4 separate regions of the Mus musculus genome follow, and regions 2, 3 and 4 are each linked to region 1. The links are chromatin contacts, called in public Hi-C and HiChIP or PLAC-seq maps. All regions are on one chromosome and are shown on one strand. Each heading gives the region's core, a stretch centred on a gene start, on an enhancer-like site or on the middle of the called end of the contact. The rest is flanking DNA. Distances are from core to core; before and after follow the strand shown. Region 1 overlaps Rad51b (RAD51 paralog B). Region 2 overlaps Rad51b (RAD51 paralog B). Region 3 overlaps Gm46361 (a long non-coding RNA gene). Region 4 overlaps 4933435C09Rik (a long non-coding RNA gene).

Region 1 (3,107 bases), core at 441-2,940:
CTCTTGCTGGGACCTATGGCTTATCAATTAGGCTAAATTGGCTGGCCAGCAAACCTTAGGGGCCTGTGGATCTCTACTTCCCCGGGGGCTGGGATTACAAGTGGGCACCATCACATGGGGCTTTTTATGTGGATGTGAAGGTTGAATTAGATCTTAATTTACTGATTGAGCTATTTCTTCAACCCAGTTGCTCAGTATTTTTTTTAATCTATAAAATAGGGAGATAATGTCATCTACATCACAGAGCTGTGATGGCTATTATAGAAAGTTATTTATTTATTGCAATGTCATGGTTTACACCAGGGCCTGTGTGTCCCAGGCATGCACTTTTTCTCTGAGCTATACCCTGAGTCCCTTAAGAGGGTTATTTAAACAAGACACTGCGCATGGTGATTGGCACTCTGTAAATATTAGTTTTCTTCTCCAGCCTTTTCAGGGTTTGTCCTCATCAAATAGTATTTGCTAGGTATTCTAAAAAAGGCATGGCCTCAAAAACTTTAGCTCTGAATTAAGATGTGCTGGGGGGAAGGTCAGCTTTGAGCAGAGCCTGTAGAAACCAGTGATTGTTGTTTGTTTGTCTGATAATAAACAATAATGGCTTCTCTTTCCCTTCCCCTGGTCTTGGGTCTGCTGAGTCACTGTCCCAGCCCCTTGGCCCATATCTACTATGCCTGTGGAATACAGCAAAACACACACACACACACACAAATAGCTCTAATAAAGGGCAGCTCATTTGAGGGATTTTGTTTGCATTCCTGTGCTTGCTCCCCTGGTGAGATAGGAAACCTTCAATAAGACTTTTCCTAAATAATGCTGCATGTGCGCAGGGGAATTTTCTCTCTGTTCTCCTAAGAAATGATCATTTCATAAGGTTCCTTTTCATTTTTTTTTTTCTTCATCTTTCCTGTTTTTAGTGCATTCCACAAAGAGCTCGTTCCTCTGCTGGTTACTGATTGATGGTTCTGCTCTCCATGTGCCCTTTAATTTTGCAATAAGCTAACAAGAAGTTGAGACCACAGAGTTAAAGAGAATTGACTCACTCACTCACCCGGATTCACTAGCCCAACAGGCCGATTTAGTGATTTCACTGTGGTCCTGCCTGCCGCCCGCCCACCGGAGGGCAGGAGTCCACAGGAAGGGGTGTTGGGGAGGGAGAAAGAAGCATGACATCTCTTCTCAGTGGGAAGCCCTTCCAGGAAGTCAACTGCAGGGCTTGCTCCCCACACCAGGATTTGGAATTCCATGAGACATCAGCTAAGTGGAAATGGACAGTCAGTACTTACAGGTTCTCTGGGACTTTTCTTTAAAGGAGTGGTGGAATGCCATAAAAGAAAACAGCTGTAACCCACCACTGGCATTTTGATATGAATGAATTAAAAAACCAAGGACAAACCTCTGCCTCTGTTGTCCCCACCCAGCTGAGTTTTCCCCATAAGGCCAGGTGCCCAACAGGAAGCAAAGGCACTAATATAATACTTCTTGATTTCCAAACATATCAAGAATCAATCTTTTATTATTTTGCATTGCTACTGTATATATAGTAAGTGGTCTGAAAAATACAAATACCACTTAAAGTAGGAAAACAAGAACAAATTCAAATGGCTCAGTAGACCCTGAGTGAGCTACTCTCTACAGGTCCAAGTAAAACTGGAAAGACAAATGTCCACATGGAATTGGCCCCTGTCATGAACTCCTATTACAGATCCCAATTCTGTGTGTAATTGCAGCACACTTAACCGGCTCGCTGTCTGTCTGTCTGTCTGCGCTTATGTAGCAGCTTTTTCTTCGGAAACTCTTGTCATCACAGTTTAGCAGAAGTGAAAGCATTAGTAGCGTGGTTAGTGGCCAGGACAGAAGAAGAATCCAAGAATCTGTGTCCTTTCCCTTGCCCACACCTACCAGTGCATGGTTCCTCCCCAGCCTGCAAACTCAACCTTTTCAGTCTACTGAGTAGCCTACTAACTGTTGGCTCATTCCTTGCCTTCCTATTGAAAGTTTGTTTTATTCTTAAACATCTTGTTTTAGAATCATCTCCTCTCTAATGTGCGTGGATATTATATGATTTTGTGGATATGTGGAAGCCAGAGGTTAATGCCCAGTGTCTTCCTCTATCACTTCCCATGTTGTCTTTAAAATTATAATTAAGATATAATTAACTCATTTCTCCCCTTCCCTTTCCTCTCTCCAACCCCTCTTCTGTTCTCCTCCCTCCCCATTTTACCCCCTCTCAAACTCATGGCCTCCTTTTCTTTGATTGTCATTGTGTTTATATTTATATATTGTATTCTATACACACACACATATATGTATATACGTATATATGTTTAAATTGCTGTGTGTGTTCAGTGTTGCTTGTATGTGTATTATTTAAAGTCTGACCACTTGCTATTACACAATTAATTAGTTCATCCCTGGGGAAGACTAATTCTTCTCTCAGCAGTCATTAGTTGCCTGTAGTTCTTTGTCTAGGAGTTGGTGCCCCATGATATTTCCCTTTTCTCTGTTACTCTTGCCATTGTTTGGGTCTTGATCAGGTATCCGTGTTACTTCAGTATCCTGGATATAGCTTCCCTGTCATTTCCAAGAGACATGATCTCCCTGCAGACTTCCTGGTCCTCTGGCTCTTACATTCTTTCTGCCCTCTCTTCTGCAATGTTCCTTAACCTTATGTGAAAGAGCTGTGTTATTGACATATCCACTGGTGCCAGGCATCCCATGATCAGTTATTCTCTATAATTTGACTGGTTGTGATTTTCTGTGATGGTCTCTGTCTGCTTCAAAGAGATAGGATTTTTTTTTTTTGACAAGAAGTAAGAGATTGACTTATCTGCATTTAAAGAATATATATTTAGAACACAGTTTGAAATTATGCTGGTCCAGTAAATGGGTAAGGGTGGGTTCCCTTCTAAGATCTATGACCTCACTAGTCCTATGAAGTTAAGTAGATTTCCTGTGCTAGACATGATTTCCCTCCTGTTGAGCAGGACTTAAGTCCAATTAGGCATCTGTTGGTTGCCACTGTTACACCTTTAGGTATATCATACCATGCTGATCATTGTTGCAGTTCATAGGCATCACTGCTTCCACCTTATTTTGTGAACCTGGAA
Region 2 (3,044 bases), core at 500-2,999, 290 kb before region 1:
ATACTCAGCCGGTTGCTGTGAGCTGAGAGCAAGTCAGCCATGTTCCTTGTCTTTAGGGACTTAGACTTGCTGAGACAACAGAGGCAATTACTTAAAACCCATGTTGAAGTGAAGGCTTTCTCTTTTAGAATCCTCTTTCCAGTGTGAAGCAGAGACAACAGGGAGCATGGGAGAAACGACAGCAAGCCTATTTTAGGTACATGTCTGTACCCTGCATGTGATACGGGTCACATTGCCCTGGGAAATAAGCTTTAGAAATGGTAAAATAGTTGTGTGTCTGTAGTACAGATGCCGTGTAAAATCCCTTATCAGACACAAGACTGACAATATAAGAGGAATACTAAATTCCTTAAAAGAAATCTCAGTAGCTGTGGATAAAACCAAAAAATTTTTTTAAATGGCAAAAGTGAAATTTTTTAATAAAAAGGCATAAATTCAGAATACTGATGACAACCGGGCAGCTGCCTGGTGGGAAGATGGCTTCTACTGCCCCCGTTGTGTCTCGTCTTCTGGGGCTACTGGAGTGCAGCAGCTGTGTAGAAAGCAGCAACATTCACGTCAGCATGTTCTAGTCACTGAATGTGTGAGACCAGCGTCTGACAGTGTTGTTTGCTTGGTGAAGGTCACTTCTTGGTGATTGTGCTTTGGTGTGTCTGTCTCCAGCATGGTTATTTACACCTTCAAGACCTAATCTAGCCAGGCACTGTCAAAGCTTCATAGACAGATACCATCACTCTGTAGATTAGGGTTTCAACAGAGAATTTTGGGAGAGATGTAAAATTTTAGTCCACAGCAAATTATCAGATTAGAGATATTCCACCCACCCCCCATCTTCCTTTCTTATTGCTGGGAATTATCTCTAGGGTCCTGGCATGCCACTGAGTTACATTAATAGCTTTCTAGACAGAAAAAGTGCTAATTAAAAGAGTAGTTGGCAGGTTCATAGGCACGCATTTCATAGCCATGCCTTGTAACCTACACAGTGTGTGTGTGTGTGTGTGTGTGTGTGTGTGTGTATTCTTTTGCATTTATCAAATGTTTTATTTTTATTTTTTAAAGTCATGGTGTTTTGCTGGTTAAATATATTCCAACTTGAATCGTTTTAGAACTTTTGCTTATGTTAAGTTGCAGGAGAAAGCACTGGAGATGCTGGCTTAGCCAAACTATCATCTCTTACATTCCCACTTTATTCAGCCATTCACTTTTTTACTGTAACTTTCTTGAAGCCAAGTTACAGTCAAATGAAGGAAACATGTTAATAAAACCGTAAGTGTGAGGAGTGGAAAGAGATAGATTAAGAAAGAGAGAGTTGTCATCTGGGAAACACAACACCAGTGAGGTAGAGACCTTTCCCACGGTCTGTGTCCCGTGTCTGCCCCAGGTTTCCATTACTCCACTCAGACCCATTGTCCAGGTCAAAAGCGTTCTAGCTGGTCTGGCCCCCGACATTTAAGTATTCATTACCTCAGTCAGTGCATGCATATCTGTATTTAATGATGTTTGTGCTTGCTTACTTAGGGCTTTTAAACTCTTTGCCGTTTTAGAATTCAGGGTCATCAGTGTGTGTATGTGGGATAAACCCCCAACCAAACAGAAAACTATGATTTCCCCTTTCATCTGTGTCCCATGTTATACCAATGTTCCCTGAAAATAGCAACAGTTTTCTGGGAAAGGTCCCGACTGAGGCTGTTCTCACCCTTTACCCCGGCTCTCCAATTCATGTTTCCATCTTCCAGTGTGGTCATGTGCTTGCCCAAGCCTGGCTTGTGAACCGTGGAGGATATTCGTGGGGTTTTGTTTTTTAAGCCATACACTGTGCACATGATGCAGTATTTAATTTGGAACGAGCTCCAAGTTGAGTCACACGTGCTTCTTGTGGTGTTTATCTTGGAGTCCACATGTAGGAGGAAAGTATTTTTGCATTTTATACATCTGGACACTGTTCATGGTCTTTCTGTGACTTGGGAATTGTGTGTGGGGCAAAATCCAAGGAATAGTATTAAAATAACACGGAGTTATAATGAGGTCCGAGTGCAGCCCCTCAGGAGTACCCTTCTGATCCCCGCAGAGTTTGACTTTGGACGTGGTGAACTTTTTCAGCTGTGTGGTTCACTGGTGGCCTGAGTAGATTGGTGGACTATAAATTACCCGACACCCTCCCATGCAGTCCGTGTGCTGCTAGACATGAAGTCTAAACGTCTTTGGCAAATTTGGTTCTTTAAGGGGAGTGTTTTGACTTGATTTTGTATGGGGCAAGATAGGCAAACTGAGTTCTGCTCACGGCTGCCCTGCCTGCTAATCCACTGCACCTTATGAGACTTTTTAGGGTCTCTCATTGATCTTCTGCTCCTCCCTCAGTTCATGCATCCAGAACTACAGTGACCCCGAGACCATCTCAGGCTGTGTGTGAGGGTTGAGGGCGATGGAGGTGATGGTGGTGTCCGTCGTGTCTGCTGACTTTATCCTTTTTATGATCTCACACAGGAGGTTGTCATTTAAAACAGGGTAAATGTGATGTGGTTGCTCCAGTGCCAGGTTTTGGGTAGGGGTCTGCTAGAATAGGGCAGGTGAGAAGAGCGTATAGAATGTTGCTGCTCTGAGTGAGATTGCATACGGACAGTGGATAGGGTTGCTTCTTTGTCCCTCAGCCTGGTTTCCTTTAGTATCTGCATGAATTCTGTAATGCAGATGCAAGCTGGGAAGGCAGAGTAAAGCTTCAAATGGACTGGCCCTTGAATGAAAGAGGGCAATGTGTTGTCCATCATTTGGGTGGAAAGCTGTTTGGATCTTTACTTTCTATATAAGGGCTGTTTGCTTTTCCCTTCTTTCAATGTATTAAAGAGAAGAAAAATCTAATAAAGTAATTGGACCTACTGGTTATAATTCATACAGAATTTTCAAGTGTGTTTAATAGTGGTCTCTCATACAACTTTAAAGAAATGAATAATTGGAGAGGAAGGGTCACAGTTGTGTTGTAGTTTGGGACCCAGCAGAGTCCGAGGAGGTTTGAGTGATTGGGTGAACTGCTCATCTGGGAGCTGTTT
Region 3 (2,965 bases), core at 351-2,850, 260 kb after region 1:
CTGTGGTCTTCATTATCATGGAAGCTCCTCCCATCCTCCCCCCACAGACACTCTCTGAAGCTGGCTTTGTACAATTTAAGCACATGAAGAATCGACTTTTAAACTATAAATATCTTCATCCCCAGTTCCCAGAAAGCTTTTGGTTCTCTGTCTCTCTCTATTTCTGTCTGCCTGTTTTCTCGGTCTATCTCTTTCTGTCTGTCTGACTGTCTATCTCTGTGTCTTTCTATGTCTCTCACTCTCTCTGATGTCTCTCTCTGTGTCTCTGCTTCCCCCTGTCTCTCTGTCTCCTTTTTTTCCACAAGCCCTTGCAGTCTGCAATTTAGGATAGGCATGGCTTCCAAAGTCACCATCCTGATCATCCTGAGCATCAAAGTGACCCCTCCTGTGGACATTTGCCTCACTCCAGGGATATATAAAGAGGTGCTCAGCAGATGAGGACCAGACCTTTGCAACCGAAAATTCAACTTTAAAGTTCCAAAGATCTGTCCCAGGAAGGCTGGAGGGCTGTGTGATCTACAAGGTGAGACAGGGAATTTCAAGGTTGGAATCAAAGGCTCCTGAGCAGATGGAAAAAAAAAAGAAACATAGGTATGCAGCCACCCAGACAACAGCCAGTTAACCCTTCCTTTCCCAAGCCCACTGTTGGACTTTATGAGAGTCTCAGTCTCTGAATAGGTATGCCTCAGTTTCTCCTGCAAGCATGCTGTGACACATGGCAAACTTAACTTCTTTTACATGCTATATAATATCAAGAGCAATAAGATAGTATTATTTTATTGGTTCTATATTCTGTTTAATTTTTTGCGGGGGGAACACAAGACCTTGCTATGTACCCCAGGTCGGATTGAAAGTCATAATTCTCCTGCCTCAGTCACCCAAGTGTTGCAATTATAGGCGTGAGTCATCCATCATTTCTAATTCTGATTTTCTTCTCTGACTATCAGTGGTGAAGAGCTGAGTAAGTAAGAGTTGCTGTTACTCAGCTGGTGAAGTAGCTGGGTGGATTAGGGGTTTGCACAAAGCCTGACCACCCCAACTTTGACTCACTGGGACCCAGTGGTGGAAGGAGTGAACTGACTTCTGCAAGCTGTCTCCTGACCACCGCCTATATGTGTGCCCACACGTGCACAGATGAAGAAATAAAAATGTAATCAAAATCAAAAAGAGTCATTGCTGCTCTATAATGAAAAGATCTTCACTCATTAAAGGAACCCACAACGGATCATCTCATGCCTTCTTTAATAGTGCAACTTTGAAAGACATCCAGTTAGTGGCCCAGTGGTTATTTATTTATTTATTTATTTATTTATTTTCTACCTCTTCTGGAGTAGGTGACAGACACCACAGGGGAATGTTCAAGTGAAAAGCCCAGCATCCCTGGAAGACAAGAACAGAAGCCTTTGGACATCTGCACGGGACTCCATCACCAACACATCCAAACACTTTCTCGATCTGGAGGAAGAGCCTATCCCATGTTCCACAGAAGGCCCTGGCTCCTGCCAGTTCCTCCCTGGTTCACTGCTGGGAACCACAAGAGTGGCCTCTCTCATCCCTGCTGCCTCACTGGCCAGTGGAAGGGCAGAGTTGGCAGAAGAGCCTTTGTGAGCCTTGTTGACTCTGCTGGGTTCAGAGAGGCCTTCACAGTTGACTCAGCTAAGGAGAGTTGTTTACTTCCTGCAGCCTTGAGGTCTGCCAAGCACAGGGCCCAGCTGGGCAGTTCAGTGCCCGGGTCTCTCACTCCCACACCAGTACCTGTAGAGATCAGTGAACAGCCCCTGCTAGGCCGGCCAGACTGAGTCTGCACAAGCTGCCTTGGCCCTCAGCACAGACTCCTTCCTCCCTGCTAGTTCAGCTAGCCAGGCCTGCCTTAGTGACACTCCTGGGCTGGGTTTCTTTCTTTCTTCCTGAAGTCCAGAGCCCAGTTATTTACCCAAAGAAAACAGGGAAGTGACAAGGTAACAGAGTACACATGTTGTGAAAATATGCAGGCTGAGGCTGAAGAAAAGAAAACATTCTTCCATAAGGAACTGCCTTGTTAATTCATATTCTTCCCCCTCCAGATTAGAACCAGCCATTGCTTGTGCTCCTTCAAGTACTTTCTGTGGTTCCATGACAGCTGCCTACATGGGGCAAGATTTGGCTTGAAAAATGGGCCATCGGTCATGCTTTGGGTGGGGTGGAGGTTGTGGGGGGGGGTCAGACACTAAAATTCCCAGATAACTCAAATTCACTGCTCGCTCACTCTCTCGGCGGGATACAGGGGGGAGAGAGGTGGCATGGAGAATGGATTGTACAAACGTCAAGACATAACCTGATTTTCCACAAGAAGCCACAGCTCAGTAATGAACAGTCTTTGGAATGAGCTTTTCAACTCCTCTTGAAGTTGGTTTCCGATCCCTGGCAAACCCGGTCTCTGCAGCCTTGAGTAACGGCCACAGGCTGATTCTCGGCAATTAAAAATAATATTGGCCCTGATAGAGAACTCTTGGGCACCCCCCTCCCTTACACACCCTTTTCATTACGTGCCAAAGATTACTTTCCCAAACCTGTTTCAGAACAGCTGGCCGAGTTGGAGGAGCAGGCTCAGCCCTCGTGGCCTGGAGAGAGGCTGCAGTTATTAATAGCATTTGCTCTGCCTGGTGTTTGGGGCAGGAAGAGGGTGACCTGTGTCTGTTTGGAAAGTTGGGTCCTAATCAGTTTGGGGCCTGTTCTCTCTTCCCTGCATTCTTTAAACCTCAAGCTCTATGGATAGTGGCTGAGAGAGCCCACAGAGAGGCTGGGTAGGGCCAAATAGCCTCCCTATAAACCTTCAGGCTTCTCATTTCTTCCTTCGTGGTTGTTCTCTGCCTCTCAGTGGGTATTGGCCAGAGGACTGGCCAGGATCCTTTCAAGGGAGGTCTCTCACAGAGGCCTGGGCTGCCCCTGTTAGCACTTTCTGGTAACAGAGCCTGCTGAGCCTGGT
Region 4 (2,945 bases), core at 446-2,945, 310 kb after region 1:
GTGAGCTGGAGCAGGCTGACCCGGGAACGGGCAGTCACAGCTGAGTGCATCGGCTTGCGTGGGAAGGCCAGCTGGCTCAATGGGGCCCAGGAGACAGTCTGACGAGGGAAGAATTCCTGTGTTTGGAATTGGGCTTGAAAAGTCCCCTGTTTGTAGCACTCGACTCACAGAAGAGCAGAAAGAATTTCCAGCTGTCATCAGGGCACAGAAAGTCTTCCTGACTCTGTCTGGGGCGCTCTCTCTCTCTCTCTCTCTCTCTCTCTCTCTCTCTCTCTGTGTGTGTGTGTGTGTGTGTGTGTGTGTGTGTGTGTGTGTGTGTGTGTGTTTGAGACTCTCCTATCCCTCCTCCTGGCCTGGTTAACATATCAAGTTCCTGGAGGGGTCAGCTCCAGGGCCACATGACTCCTTGCTGTCAAGAAAAGCAAGCAGGCCAGGCCTGGCAGCACAGGTCTCTAGACCTGCTCAAGAGACTGAGGCAGGACAATCTCAAGTTCAAAGCTAGCCTGGACAATTTAGCAGAAGTGAAAAGGGGGTGGGGGAAAGTACACATATATTCACATGCGTATGCTTCAATAGTATGATAGTACTATATAATATACATAGTGCATGTGATATAATATGTATTATAGAGTCCTGTGGTAGAGCACTTACTTGCCTAGGGGATATGTGACCCTTTGATTGCAGTTGTGGAGAGAGAGGGAGAAAAGCACCGATGTCATGTGGCTCCTCTTATAAGAGGTATGTATCTTAATTAAATTCATAAATAGGAAGTATAATTGTGGCTGCTACGTGTTGGGAGAAAATCATCGGTTTGTGGGAACAGAGTTTCATGTTTTTCAAGATGAAAAAGTTTTGGAGACAGATGGTGGTGTTGGTTACAAATAGGTGTGAATGTACTTAAGGCCACAGAATTGCATGTTTTAAATTGGCTGGAATACAGGCCAAGGAGATGGCTCATTTGGTAAAGCACTGCTAATGTAAGCGTGAAGACCTGAGATCAGACCCCCAAAACTCAAGTTAAAAAAGTCAGGCTCAGTGGCTTGTGCTTGTAATATCAGCTCCTAGAAGAGAGAAGCAGGGAAATCCCTAGGGCTCCCTAGCCTAGGCTACCGATGAGTTCCACACCAGTAAGACTTCTCAAGCAGGGCGATGGCTCCTGAGAAACAGCACCCAAGGTTGTTCCCTGTCCACATACATGCATTCATCATACATACATGGATACATCATACACATACACGCAATACATACGTCATACACATACATACATAATACATACATGTATCATTCATATACCATATATACATATGTGCACACACACAGCCCCAAATCATCTATTTTAAGTTATTTATATTTTACCAAAATTGGGCTGGGGTGAGGGGAAGCTGAGATAGAAAGAAGAAGAAAAGGAAGAGGTAAAAAAAAAAAAAGAAGGGAGGAAAGAAGGAAGGGAAGGAGGAAAGAAGGAAGGGCAGGAGGACCAGGGAACTCAGTTCTGATCACAGCACAGCTGGCAAAAGGCAGTCATGTGACTCAGACCCTGACTCCAAAGAGAGGAATGTCCACACATCCCTGCTGGAGAAAATGGATTCGCAGACAGCATGATAAAAGTGGGGAGCACATGAGGCCAAGCCACGTAACCCCTGGATCCTCCCCATGACTAATAACTGAGGTAATTGTGTACAACACAGACTAATCGAAGCCTTTCATTGGAAGTTACTCATTAAAAGCCTATGGCCCTTCGTAATGTCCTTGTAGGCTGTGGGTAAGAGGCCATCTCTCCATAACCTGTTCAAACACACAACTTAGTTGTTCTAAGCGAGACTCTATTTTGGGGACCTGAGCCTTAGAGACTGTCATTGTACGGCCAGATCAAGATCAATCGAGTCTGGAAATGCTTTCTGGAAGTTGCAAAGCACTTTTCCATCATCCTTTATCCTTTTAACCGAGCCTGGTTATGGAGCAAGTTAGCAATAGACAGTAAAGAAATAATACCATAGGAAAATAACCATGGCTGCTAAAACACAAAGCTCAAGTCTCCGCCACGGGTCGTGGAGGAAGCCTGCAGGAACCATGCTGAGAACCAGACAGATGTCCTTGAGTGTGGACTCTTGAGAAAAGAGATTCAACTTGGCAGGAAGGTCAACCTGAATCAGGCCAGATGTGGGTGGGACACAAAGTCACTTCTATCAGATCCTTATATTTTTAAGTTGAGTTGTAACTCACGTGATTAAAATTTACTATTTTAAAGCATATGGTCCAGTAGGTTTTAGTAATGTAGGGGAGAAGGAAAACATATTCCCTTCGCCCTTTGCCCTCTCAAGGGTCACTGGAGTGAACTGTCAGCACAGATTAGCGGGAGAAAACGGCACACACATATTTAGCTCGGATGGTGGAAAATCCCACGAGTGTGGTTACCAGCAACGCAGACAGGCAGAGCTGCCTACACATCCTTATTCATAGGACACAGGGAGGTGGGGACTACAGACAGTGCAGTAAATTATTGCAGCAAATGAACATTTGGGGAAGGGTCTGGATGAGACGCAGAGGCAGGCAGATCTGTGAGTTCAAGGCTAGTGTGGGCTCCATAGTGAGTCCCATGCCAGTTAGGACTACAAAGTGAACCCTGTCTCAAAACAAAATGAACATTTTGGGAATGTATGGGTCTAGAGCACAGACAGAGCTTAGGACAAAGCTGACCTGCCTGTGGTAGGGTAATGATCTCTAGGGGATTGTAGGAAGAAGAAGCAGGAACTACCTGCTGCTAATAGGCATAGGTACTGGGAATGTTCTAGGCACTGGTGATTGCTGTACAACATGGTGAATAAGTGAAAACAGAGAGTTTCATAGTTTAAAATTATGTCTTACGCTGGGCATGGAGGCACACAGAAGGCAGAGGTGGGTGAGTTAGAGGCCAACCTGGTCTACAGAGTGAGATTCAGAACAGC

Evidence for each region. Hi-C and Micro-C count contacts between places; a contact is called where the count stands out from the background. HiChIP or PLAC-seq counts read pairs in DNA pulled down with a chosen protein or histone mark.
Region 2: a contact with region 1 is called in a Hi-C map of liver, with 3 times the contacts expected there. The contact joins two enhancer-like sites. A contact is called at or near these places in 2 of 15 datasets of contacts at CTCF or cohesin (the NIH/3T3 cell line and large pre-B cells), 4 of 484 Hi-C or Micro-C datasets (3T3-L1-derived adipocytes, bone marrow-derived macrophages, embryonic fibroblasts and 1 more) and 8 of 115 datasets of contacts at active chromatin or transcription factors (DN3 thymocytes, bone marrow-derived dendritic cells, neural progenitor cells and 5 more).
Region 3: a FOXA1 HiChIP or PLAC-seq map of pancreatic cancer cells shows a contact between it and region 1. The contact joins two enhancer-like sites. A contact is called at or near these places in 3 of 484 Hi-C or Micro-C datasets (bone marrow-derived dendritic cells, bone marrow-derived macrophages and cerebral cortex) and 3 of 115 datasets of contacts at active chromatin or transcription factors (bone marrow-derived dendritic cells, embryonic stem cells and pancreatic cancer cells).
Region 4: a FOXA1 HiChIP or PLAC-seq map of pancreatic cancer cells shows a contact between it and region 1. The contact joins two enhancer-like sites. A contact is called at or near these places in 1 of 15 datasets of contacts at CTCF or cohesin (the NIH/3T3 cell line) and 6 of 115 datasets of contacts at active chromatin or transcription factors (bone marrow-derived dendritic cells, bone marrow-derived macrophages, embryonic basal ganglia and 3 more).

The regions. Positions count from the first base shown.
Region 1 is chr12:79,641,086-79,644,192 of GRCm38.p6, forward strand. The region is part of intron 7 of Rad51b (RAD51 paralog B); the gene reads left to right. Among named protein-coding and RNA genes, the nearest start is that of Gm36048, 160 kb to the right of the region's middle. Within about 2 kb of position 1,691, at least 74 of the 459 cell types and tissues checked have an H3K27ac peak or open chromatin away from gene starts, as enhancers often do. A contact at or near this core is called in bone marrow-derived macrophages, liver and pancreatic cancer cells, where this site is marked.
Region 2 is chr12:79,353,007-79,356,050 of GRCm38.p6, forward strand. All of the region lies in intron 7 of Rad51b (RAD51 paralog B), which reads left to right. Among named protein-coding and RNA genes, the nearest start is that of Rad51b, 57 kb to the left of the region's middle. Within about 2 kb of position 1,750, at least 56 of the 459 cell types and tissues checked have an H3K27ac peak or open chromatin away from gene starts, as enhancers often do. A contact at or near this core is called in liver, where this site is marked.
Region 3 is chr12:79,903,416-79,906,380 of GRCm38.p6, forward strand. It overlaps Gm46361 (a long non-coding RNA gene), which reads left to right. Exons shown (of 2, transcript XR_001780641.1): 2 at 410-1,167. Among named protein-coding and RNA genes, the nearest start is that of Gm51985, 5.6 kb to the right of the region's middle. Within about 2 kb of position 1,601, at least 114 of the 459 cell types and tissues checked have an H3K27ac peak or open chromatin away from gene starts, as enhancers often do. A contact at or near this core is called in bone marrow-derived macrophages and pancreatic cancer cells, where this site is marked.
Region 4 is chr12:79,949,231-79,952,175 of GRCm38.p6, forward strand. 4933435C09Rik (a long non-coding RNA gene) reads left to right here. Exons shown (of 3, transcript XR_381736.3): 3 at 1-261. Among named protein-coding and RNA genes, the nearest start is that of 4933435C09Rik, 14 kb to the left of the region's middle. Within about 2 kb of position 1,696, at least 71 of the 459 cell types and tissues checked have an H3K27ac peak or open chromatin away from gene starts, as enhancers often do. A contact at or near this core is called in pancreatic cancer cells, where this site is marked.